Linked DNA regions of Danio rerio: regions 1 and 3 are each linked to region 2. Evidence: chromatin contacts called from public HiCAR-type data. All regions are on one chromosome and are shown on one strand. Each heading gives the region's core, a stretch centred on a gene start, on an enhancer-like site or on the middle of the called end of the contact. The rest is flanking DNA. Distances are from core to core; before and after follow the strand shown.

Region 1 (2,881 bases), core at 275-2,774, 230 kb before region 2:
AAATACAGTAACAAACTTTGTGAAATTTTTTTAAAATAATTGTTTTATATGTTGGCGACAATGTGGCTTAGTGGTTAGCACTGTCACCTCACAGCAAGAAAGTCGCTGGTTTAAGTCCCAGATGGGTCAGTTGGCATTTCTGTGTGGCGTTGTTTGCATGTTTTCCCTGTGTTCATGTGGGTTTGCGGCTGGTGTGCGTGTGTAAATGTAAGAGTGTATGGGTGTTTCCCAGTGTTGGGTTGCGGCTGGAAGGGCATTCGCTGTGTAAAACATATGCTGGATAAGTTGGCAGTTCATTCTGCTGTGGCAACCCCTGATTAATAAAGGGACTAAGCTGAAAAGAAAAAGAATGAATGATACATGAAAATACTTACATGCACATTATTTGATATTTATTTTTAAGCATGATGCTTACTATGCATATGCATGCTATAAAAACTTTGGGTTTTCATTTTAAAATATACTTCAGTCACTTTTATAGCTGCTTTACTGAACTAAACAGAAAAATAAAAGAATCAATTTGTCCATCTTTGTTTCTCTCTCTTTAAATCTGTCAAGCATTATAACAGAGAGATTTCAAAACAGTCTATATTTTACCTGTCCAGCCAAATAAAATAATATAAATAATGTTGTGCCCCAGGCGTCACGGTGGTGCAGTGGGTAACACGATTGCCTCACAGCAAAAAGGCCGCTGGTTTGAGCCTTGGCTGGTTCAGTTGGCATTTCTGTTTCACCCCGTGTTTGTGTGGGTTTCTTCTGGGTGCTCCGGTTTCCCACACAAGTCCAAAGACATATGGTTCAGGTGAATTGGGTAAGCTAAATTGGCCGTACTGTGTGTATGTGGATGAGTGTGTATAGATGTTTCCCAGTGATGGATTGCAGCTGGAAGGGCATCCACTGCATAAAACAAATGCTGGATAATTTGGTGGTTCATTCCGCGGTGGTGACCCCTGATTAATAAAGGGACTAAGCCAAAAAGAAAATGAATGAATGTTGAAGGCTTAGCAAAAGAGCCTACATGCTATCTGATAGTGTGTGGTTTATTTTGACCAACAGATGGCGCTGCTGCTCAATATACGGTTTCCAATTCATTTTATTCAAGTAGGCCAATAAAATGTTTTGAGTGTTGATGGTTAGCACGACGCGTCAAGCTTAGATTAGAAATCACATATTAAAAATATATACGTAACAAACAAATATTCACAAACAGAACGCAAATAAACCCGTCGCGCTCTTTTAATCAGCCCAGATGTAACTTACTCACAAATCATCACAAGATGGCGACAGAGTCCTTTTGTCATGTCACGTTTTTGCTCTCGGTTTCTTTTTCTTTTTCAGAGAGACAGATGGCATAACGAAAACAGTTTGGTGTTAGAGAAGTCTGTAATGAAGCTGCAGGGCACTTGTGCTGTGAGAACATCAGAAACGCGTCAAAGACCGCACGAGTCAGTCGCTTTGTTTGGATTTTTTGTTCGGCGAGTGTGCGCATGTTGAAGTTCCCGACGCCCCAGAGTTCACAGTGTTAAGTAGGTCAAACCCAGCAGGTCAGACGTGACGCGTTCGCCTCTAGAGGAGAATATCGTTCAGTCATTCTGCAGTTCACGGAGTTAAATAGGTCAGTCGCAGCAGGTCACATATACAAGCATGTCGAGCGTGGACAAATGTGTTCTCTGAAGTGTGCTGAGTGTTTCTGTGTCCTGTAACTTATTAAAAAATTATTTTCATACCGCCATAGTGCAATTAAATTAGATGCGGGTTAAGGGTTGTCACATAGCCTTAAATGTATTCATCGTTTTATTATTAGAGCAATTCCGTGCAAATGTCATCCTTGCTATGAATTTTTTTTTTCACAAAAATACGGAAACAGTTTCTGTTTTTTTTTTTTTTTTTTTTTGTGTAAGCAGGTATTTTACAATAGAAATACTCAAAATGCATTTGGCAATGTTTTCAAACTATATTTGATTTACCAAGTCACACAAGTGGCAATTTTACATCTGTCACATCCATAACGCAGATGTCACATCCATAACGTCACTTTTTTAAAATTTAGAAATGTGAAAATATTAAATAAAATAAAACCAATCATTTTAGCTTAATAGAGAGCCAACTTGTATCCTTTAGCATTGTTTGGGTTGTGCAGTTTAATTCACAGAATTTCTACAAAGTATGTATACTGTAATCTCGTTGACTTTTCTGTCACATAACGCATGCTTATTTTCCACATTACAAAGCATGTTTACAGAAAAATATTTTTCTGGTCTCTTAACTGTGGTGAGTTTTTCTGGAAAATATAAACAAAATTTTCAATGTAAGTCGCCATGCTTTTATGCGAATTTATGTTTTGAGTTTTCACTGCAAATATCACATCCATAACGCTGGAATTGCTCATTATTATTATTATTATTATTTTATTATTATTATTATTTATATGAGCAATTCCACGCCAATGCTAACAATTCCATGAAAAAAATAAAGTTTTCACCAAAATAGTGAAACCCTTTCTAGTTTTTTTTTGCATGGGTTTGTATTTTTCAGTAGCCTACTAGAAAAAAATATGTAACAAATGTATCTGCCGTTGTTTTCAAACAATTATATTTGATTTACCAAAGTCACACAAGTGCCAATTGCACATTTGTCACATCTAGAACAGAGAGATGTCACATCCATAACGAAGATTTTCCCTCATAAATGCAAACATGTCAAATCAATCATGTTTGTTCTGCAGTGAGCCAACTCGATTAGCATTTCGAACTTGCGATTAGCATTATTTTTGTGGGTTGTGCAGTTTAATTCACAGAATTTCTACAAAGTATGTTGTATGCTGCAAACTCACATACTTTTTTGGTCACATCCATAATTCATGAGTATTTATTTTCCTCAT
Region 2 (2,981 bases), core at 383-2,882:
ATAACAAAAAGAAAAGGGTCAAACAACCTTTGAGAACCACAGGGCCTCTAAAAGCAATCAGAAAAAAATAATTTTAATTACTTCAGTTCCTTTATTAAACGCTCAGGCGTCCTCTAATTTTTGAATTATAATTACTGTACATGTTAATTATTATTAAATGTCTGTGCACATTTTAATTTAAATTAAATTTGGCACTGAGAATTCTTTAACATTTTAGGCAAGTCTGACGAAATAATTAAATAAACATTTGCCCTTTATTAAAGTTACATGATTAGTCAAATTAATAGTCTAGAACTATCTGAAATTGAAAAGCCAGTCATGTTATTATAAGTTTTTAAAATTACTTTCTGAAGAAGTTAAGTTGTTTTGTTCTTTCACAAAATATTTATTAGCAACAAAAACTGTCATGCAGTACTGTCGAATAAGCCCCTAATTTAATTCAAATACAGTAGTTCCTCAGTACACAAACTTGTTGCTTTTATTATTATTATTTAATTGTTTTTAACTACATTACAGCTGTCAGTTACATTGCGTTTTGACCATATTAAATATTATAAAACCGTTTATCAAATAAATAAATAAATAAATATAATTTCATCCTTTAAAAAATCCAGCCTAAAAGTACATAATTGAGTATGCCTATAGTCATCCATTACATGACAATAAACTCAAGTATCATTAAACTTGAGAACTAAAGCCACAAGAGGATCCTGTAATACCAGCAATGCCTACTTAAAATTCATTGAGCATAATTCACTGGACACAGATATTTCAAACTGCCGGGGACTGAAAGCGTGGTCAGTAAATGAGAATAAAGGACTGTATTTGGTTGTTTTGCAATTGTGTGCTCACTGGGAACCTGTTTCATTGTCCAACATGCTGAGTCCAGCATCACCATTTCTACTGGGAAACCGGCTACACACAAGCTGAAAACAACACGCGAATCTGTTACGGGGTAAATAATATTGATGGAGTAAAATAAATAATGTTAATATACATATGAAGGTCCTTGGAGTTTATTAGTCCACCTCTGAAATGATTGTACGAATAAAGGGGCGCGAATCTCGTGCACGGCTCGCGCTCGCACACGTATACGCGCGTGGGGACAAAATAACAGTTTTAATGCTTCTATTTCACAATAAAAGTCGACAAATGTATTTTTTATACAGCACATGTTATGAATAAACTAATGCTGGTCACTAAAATGCGTTTCCTACGCCACCTGTGATGAATTTACTATATATTGTGCCTGACAGAGCAAGCCCTATCAAAAGAACACGTCCCTGTCAACGTAGAAAAATGTCACATTTGCCCCAGTATCAAGCCACATTCGTTAATAAGCAAAAAAATGGTTTCGTATCTTATTTCTTGGATGCCGTTCAAAACTAACGTGCCGTGACGGTAAACTCTCAGGCTGTCGGCAAGATGCTGGACTCGCAAAACACGGGGAAGAAACATCTTACCTTCAATAGCCAGGACTGATGGTAGTGTCCATAAAATCCATAGGATATCCATCATTGGTTTCTTAAGGATGAAATTATATGAAGTCCAGACATTCAAATAAAATGAGCCCTGAAAGCCATTGATATCAGACGCTGGCGCAGACCGGCAGACTTTCACCTTCCGTTGAATGAATACGATGCCATAAACACACAACTAAAATCCTGAGCGAGTATGGACGAGACCAAATGAGTCAGACGAGGGGAGGGTGGTGGTTGGGAGCACCGCGTGAGATCCACCAGAGGAAGAATGTGCATGAGAAACGTCCTATTACCAACAAGAATAAACACAGTAAAGATAATTTCGTTGATTAAAATTGACCCGAGCAGATTTCCGTCGTATATACAATAAAAAGGTTCGGACAACCAACCCGAAAGCGCACATTTCTTCTGTCCCACCTGTCAATCAAAGCTAGAGCGTAACTATTCAGCCTTATCTGCGGATGCTCGAGTGAAAAATTGGTACTATTGGAAAAGCATGGAGGTGTGAATTAAGACTCGTAGATGAAATGTGTACAGTTATGGAAAATATGTTTGTTATAGTAGTTCTTGTAATCATGGAATTGTATGTCGGCTCGTTTTTTTCGGTCTCCCACCTTCTTCAAAAAAAGTAAAGGTAAGAAGGTTTTTAAAATTGCCGTGAGCGAGAAAACAAAACTAACGTCAACAAGCGCATAAAAGTGAGTATTTTCATATTGTATAATGATTTCTAACGTATTTATTGCATTGCTTTAAATAATATATGAAACATATCCTATAAGTAAATAAAAGTATTTTTAAATGAAGAATAATAATGCTATGCTTTTGTCTCTCATTGTATGTAACTTAGTTTAGAGACACAGATGTTTTATTTGTACACACTGAAGTTAAATCAATGAGAGCAGAATGAGATTCAATGTCTGTGGCAGCTGTGACACTCACTAGGCCTCATTTGCAATTTTAACAATGCGTCCAAGGACTAACAATATTTTGAATGAATTTGTGCATGTGCCTGTAACAGCTCGTGTAAAGCAAATATAAGCAAAGCTATTCTATTGTATAAGCAAAGCTATTCTGTCCCCTACAGCTATTAGCCTTACTTATATTTGTATTACAAATAGTACGCTAGTTCACAACAAATTAATAAAAAAAAAAAAATCTGACCCACAGATGAGCATAAAAACATACAAATATTTAGTATGATAGCAGCCTTTCATCTTTGTTTAATATTTTTGCACGAATTTAAATTGTCACTATAATTCAAATCCTTTCTTTTCAGCTCCAGAGTGCAAAAATAACGAACCTTGAAACCTTGAATGAATAATATTACTTTCCAATTGCTTATTCCAAGGAAAATAGTTTATTGGCAAGAAATGGAGATTATTACTTGTAATGCGAATATAGCAGGATCATGGCACCTGTTCTGACTTTAATACTCGCTATACCTAGCTTAAAATTGTAACTATTTTCAATTTAACTATTTGAAACAAAATAGCAGACTTT
Region 3 (3,191 bases), core at 7-2,506, 210 kb before region 2:
ACATAAGTTCAGCAGTGATGGGAAAAAGACTAGAGGGGCAATAAATGGGAACTGTAGAATCCACAGATGCAGAACCACTGTGGGTCAGTCATCCGTTTCAGTGAAAGGTTCACATCTATGGATTGCCATGCCTGTTGTTTTAAAGTTACAAACAAAATTCTGTTTTTTTTCTGTAAAGCTGAAAGAATGGTTGAAATCTTTACAGCAATGTGAACATTACATATTATTCAAACAGCTTGGTCAGGTTACATTTCTCTTTAGTATGCAGATTGAATTACATTTTCTATTTGTGGCCCTGTTTTTACTGTTATGTGCTTGTTGTACTGTTTTTATTTGTTGACTTGTTTTTAATTTAATTTAAGTTTTTTATTCAAAGCCTAACCAGGGACGAGGGATGCAAATTATCCTTATGCTATAAGCCCTGTACGTGGCATTGGTTGTCTTTGTATAACAATCTCAAATGTGTTGTCCCTGTTAAACAAACAACAAATAAATAAATAAACTATTACTATTTTTTTTTTTTTTTTTTACGTTAGATTCATTGTACATTGTTACTTTTTATTCAGTTGTTTTTGGGGGTTGAGGTAGTTGTTTTTGGGGTTAATGGGACGAGAGAAATGTGCAAGTGGCAATTAAAATAATGCATCGAACGCTGTCAATTATCCATTTTGTCAACAAACAAAATTAAAATATCAAACCTACAGAAGAAAGCTTGCTATAAAAAACTAGCTCAGTTAATTTTATTTTAGCTTACTTGCAGTTTTTAGCTTACTAGTTTCATGTAAATGTTTTAAAATCAATAGACGGAAAGCTAAAATGTGATCCTAATTGTGTGCGCGCACACACACACACACACACACACACACACACACACACACACACACACACACACACACACACACACACACACACACACAAAACAGGACATTGTATAACAGATCTCATTTCATTTTTTAATGAGGAGAGTCAAGTTGGGCTTTTTTTTCTCATTTTTAGAAAATAAACCAATAACAATATTACAAATAATGAAATTGTTACATCATTCACAGGGTTACAGTCAAATGTACATTTTATACAGCGAAACAGGACCTCCCATCTCCATCACAGTGGTCCAGGTGGGCAGTGCTCTATTTGGGCAAGAGAGAGAGAGAGAGAGAGAGAGAGAGAGAGAGAGAGGTCTGCTGCCCTGTAATGAAAAGCAGGGCTGAGAGACATGCGGAAGAACACACTACTGCCTTCCTAACAGCAGAGGGAGCTGCGGCCCTACAGCCACTACAGCTCTGCTCGGGGAGCCATTTTCTCTCCCAACAACTTCCCACCATATTTGGAGGATGCAGGCAGAAATATGGACCAATGAGAGGGAGCCAGAGCCAGCTTGTATTTACGTTCACAGTCACACATAATCATCATAATAACGGTTTTGCATTGGTATTATGCTTCGGCGGTAGCTGCGAGCATATGCTGTTCACAGCTTGCTGTCACCCAGCTTTCAACAAAAAGCTTTAAATGGTGCACGGTCACGTTTTTGCTCGCCAGAAAGAACATTTGCAGTTCGCATGTCCACATAACGGCAGCTTATTGGTCATTTTCACAAGAAATAGAAATTCCTATGTGCCATCTTTCCCAGCACTGTGTTGTGGTAGAAAGCTTGCATTTAAGGTGGTAATCCATGTGAAAAAAATAACAGAAGTGCTTAAATCACTCAGCGTGACATTCTTTCACACTCTCAAGGCCACGTCTCATTTGTCTGTGGTCTACGAAGTGTTCTGTTAAACGACAAATGAGAGACAGAGGCGTATGAAGTAATTAGTCCCCTACTGAGAAACAAACTTGAACGGTGGGAAAAAAAGTGAATTACATTAGATGAATCAGATGAAATAGTCCAATATAAATACAGCTTTAATGTGTAGCAAATGTCAAGCGTGTCAGAATCTTTCAACGTATCAATATCTTAAAACAGAAAGGCTCATTGGCTGCTAATGTTCCTTCGGATCTCTCGATGCAAAGTACCAGAAAGTCGGTGCCAAACAGCGAGAGAAAAACCTCTTTTTATTTTTCTGATATAACACATTTCACTGGAAGGAAAAGAAGTCGGGGATCAGGGATACAGGATATCCCTTCAGCACTGGATTTCATTCAAAGCTCTGTTAATCCTGAACTTTTAGGCAGATTTAAAGCATGCCATAACTTGTGGGTCGTACCTCTAAATATTGCTACTGCCATGAATTTATTTGTGTGTGTGTGTGTGTGTGTGTGTGTGTGTATGCGTGTGTGTGTGTGTGTGTGTGTGTGTGTGTGGATCCTGCAGTTTTCGGTGACAAAGATTGTCCTAGGAGGGTGAAGGAGAAAGCGGTGTTATTCTGAGGAAGACGAGGGATTCAAGACCTTAGTCTCACAGTGCAGCAGTGACACTGAGACGCCATTAAATATTGAGAGGATGTGTGCTGGACAGACAGGTAAAGATGGCTGCTGGCACCACCACTGGTATGCGTTTTTATGTGAGAACATCCTTCACTCTAAATCTGTCTCTCACCTCCCTGAATCACCTCTCGTCCTAACCAGCAGCTCAATGTGACCAAGTTGTAATGTATTGCATTAACTGCAAACAGATAATATGCTAATTAAATGTTATTAGACAGCGTGTATAGATTGTTATGAATGTTAAAAAATAGTTTATTTACTTATGAGAGGCTTTTAAAATGGGACTAGGGCTGGGTGATTTGGCCTAAAATCTAAATATTTTGACTTGATTATGATTAATGAATGATTATTATTTATTTATTTTGTTTGTTTCCCCTCATAATTCACAGACAAGTTTTGTACTGTAAATATGCTTAACCAGAGATCAGATGTGGCTGCAAAAGTACACATAAGCCTTAACAGAGCGAGGTCAATTGGAAAAAAAAATTGGACCTGGTAAAGTGAGATTCTGAATGACAATTTGGCTTACTTTTTAAGCCCTAAATGGGACCATGCTTCAACAACTTGATACTGAAAATGGAACACTGAAGAGACATTTTTAGTGTTGTGGAATGATAATCTGTATTGGATTTGTTAAGCATGGAACCATAAAATCACAGACTTTAAAATATTCAGTATTTTTTTAAGTAATGAAAAAGTTAGTTTTTTTTGTCACTAAATGAAATAATCTCATTTGTACATAAATTAAATAAAAAATTTAATTTTTATTT

What was found. HiCAR-type assays count read pairs that join an accessible place to other places.
Region 1: a contact with region 2 is called in a HiCAR-type map of caudal fin, with 6 times the contacts expected there. The contact joins the promoter of lrrc38b here to the promoter of ephb2b in region 2. A contact is called at or near these places in 1 of 18 Hi-C or Micro-C datasets (caudal fin) and 2 of 4 datasets of contacts at active chromatin or transcription factors (caudal fin and embryo).
Region 3: a contact with region 2 is called in a HiCAR-type map of caudal fin, with 10 times the contacts expected there. The contact joins the enhancer-like site here to the promoter of ephb2b in region 2. A contact is called at or near these places in 8 of 18 Hi-C or Micro-C datasets (caudal fin, embryo, hematopoietic stem cells and 2 more) and 2 of 4 datasets of contacts at active chromatin or transcription factors (caudal fin and embryo).

What each region holds. Positions count from the first base shown.
Region 1 is chr11:30,543,282-30,546,162 of GRCz12tu, reverse strand. It overlaps lrrc38b (leucine rich repeat containing 38b), which reads right to left and starts at 1,524. Exons shown (of 7, transcript XM_073916822.1): 1 at 1,261-1,524.
Region 2 is chr11:30,318,027-30,321,007 of GRCz12tu, reverse strand. ephb2b (eph receptor B2b) reads right to left here and starts at 1,632. Exons shown (of 17, transcript NM_001327743.1): 1 at 1,464-1,632. The coding sequence starts at 1,518.
Region 3 is chr11:30,523,971-30,527,161 of GRCz12tu, reverse strand. ephb2b (eph receptor B2b) reads right to left here. Exons shown (of 17, transcript NM_001327743.1): 16 at 2,296-3,191; 17 at 933-2,263. Among named protein-coding and RNA genes, the nearest start is that of lrrc38b, 19 kb to the left of the region's middle. Within about 2 kb of position 1,256, at least 4 of the 62 cell types and tissues checked have an H3K27ac peak or open chromatin away from gene starts, as enhancers often do.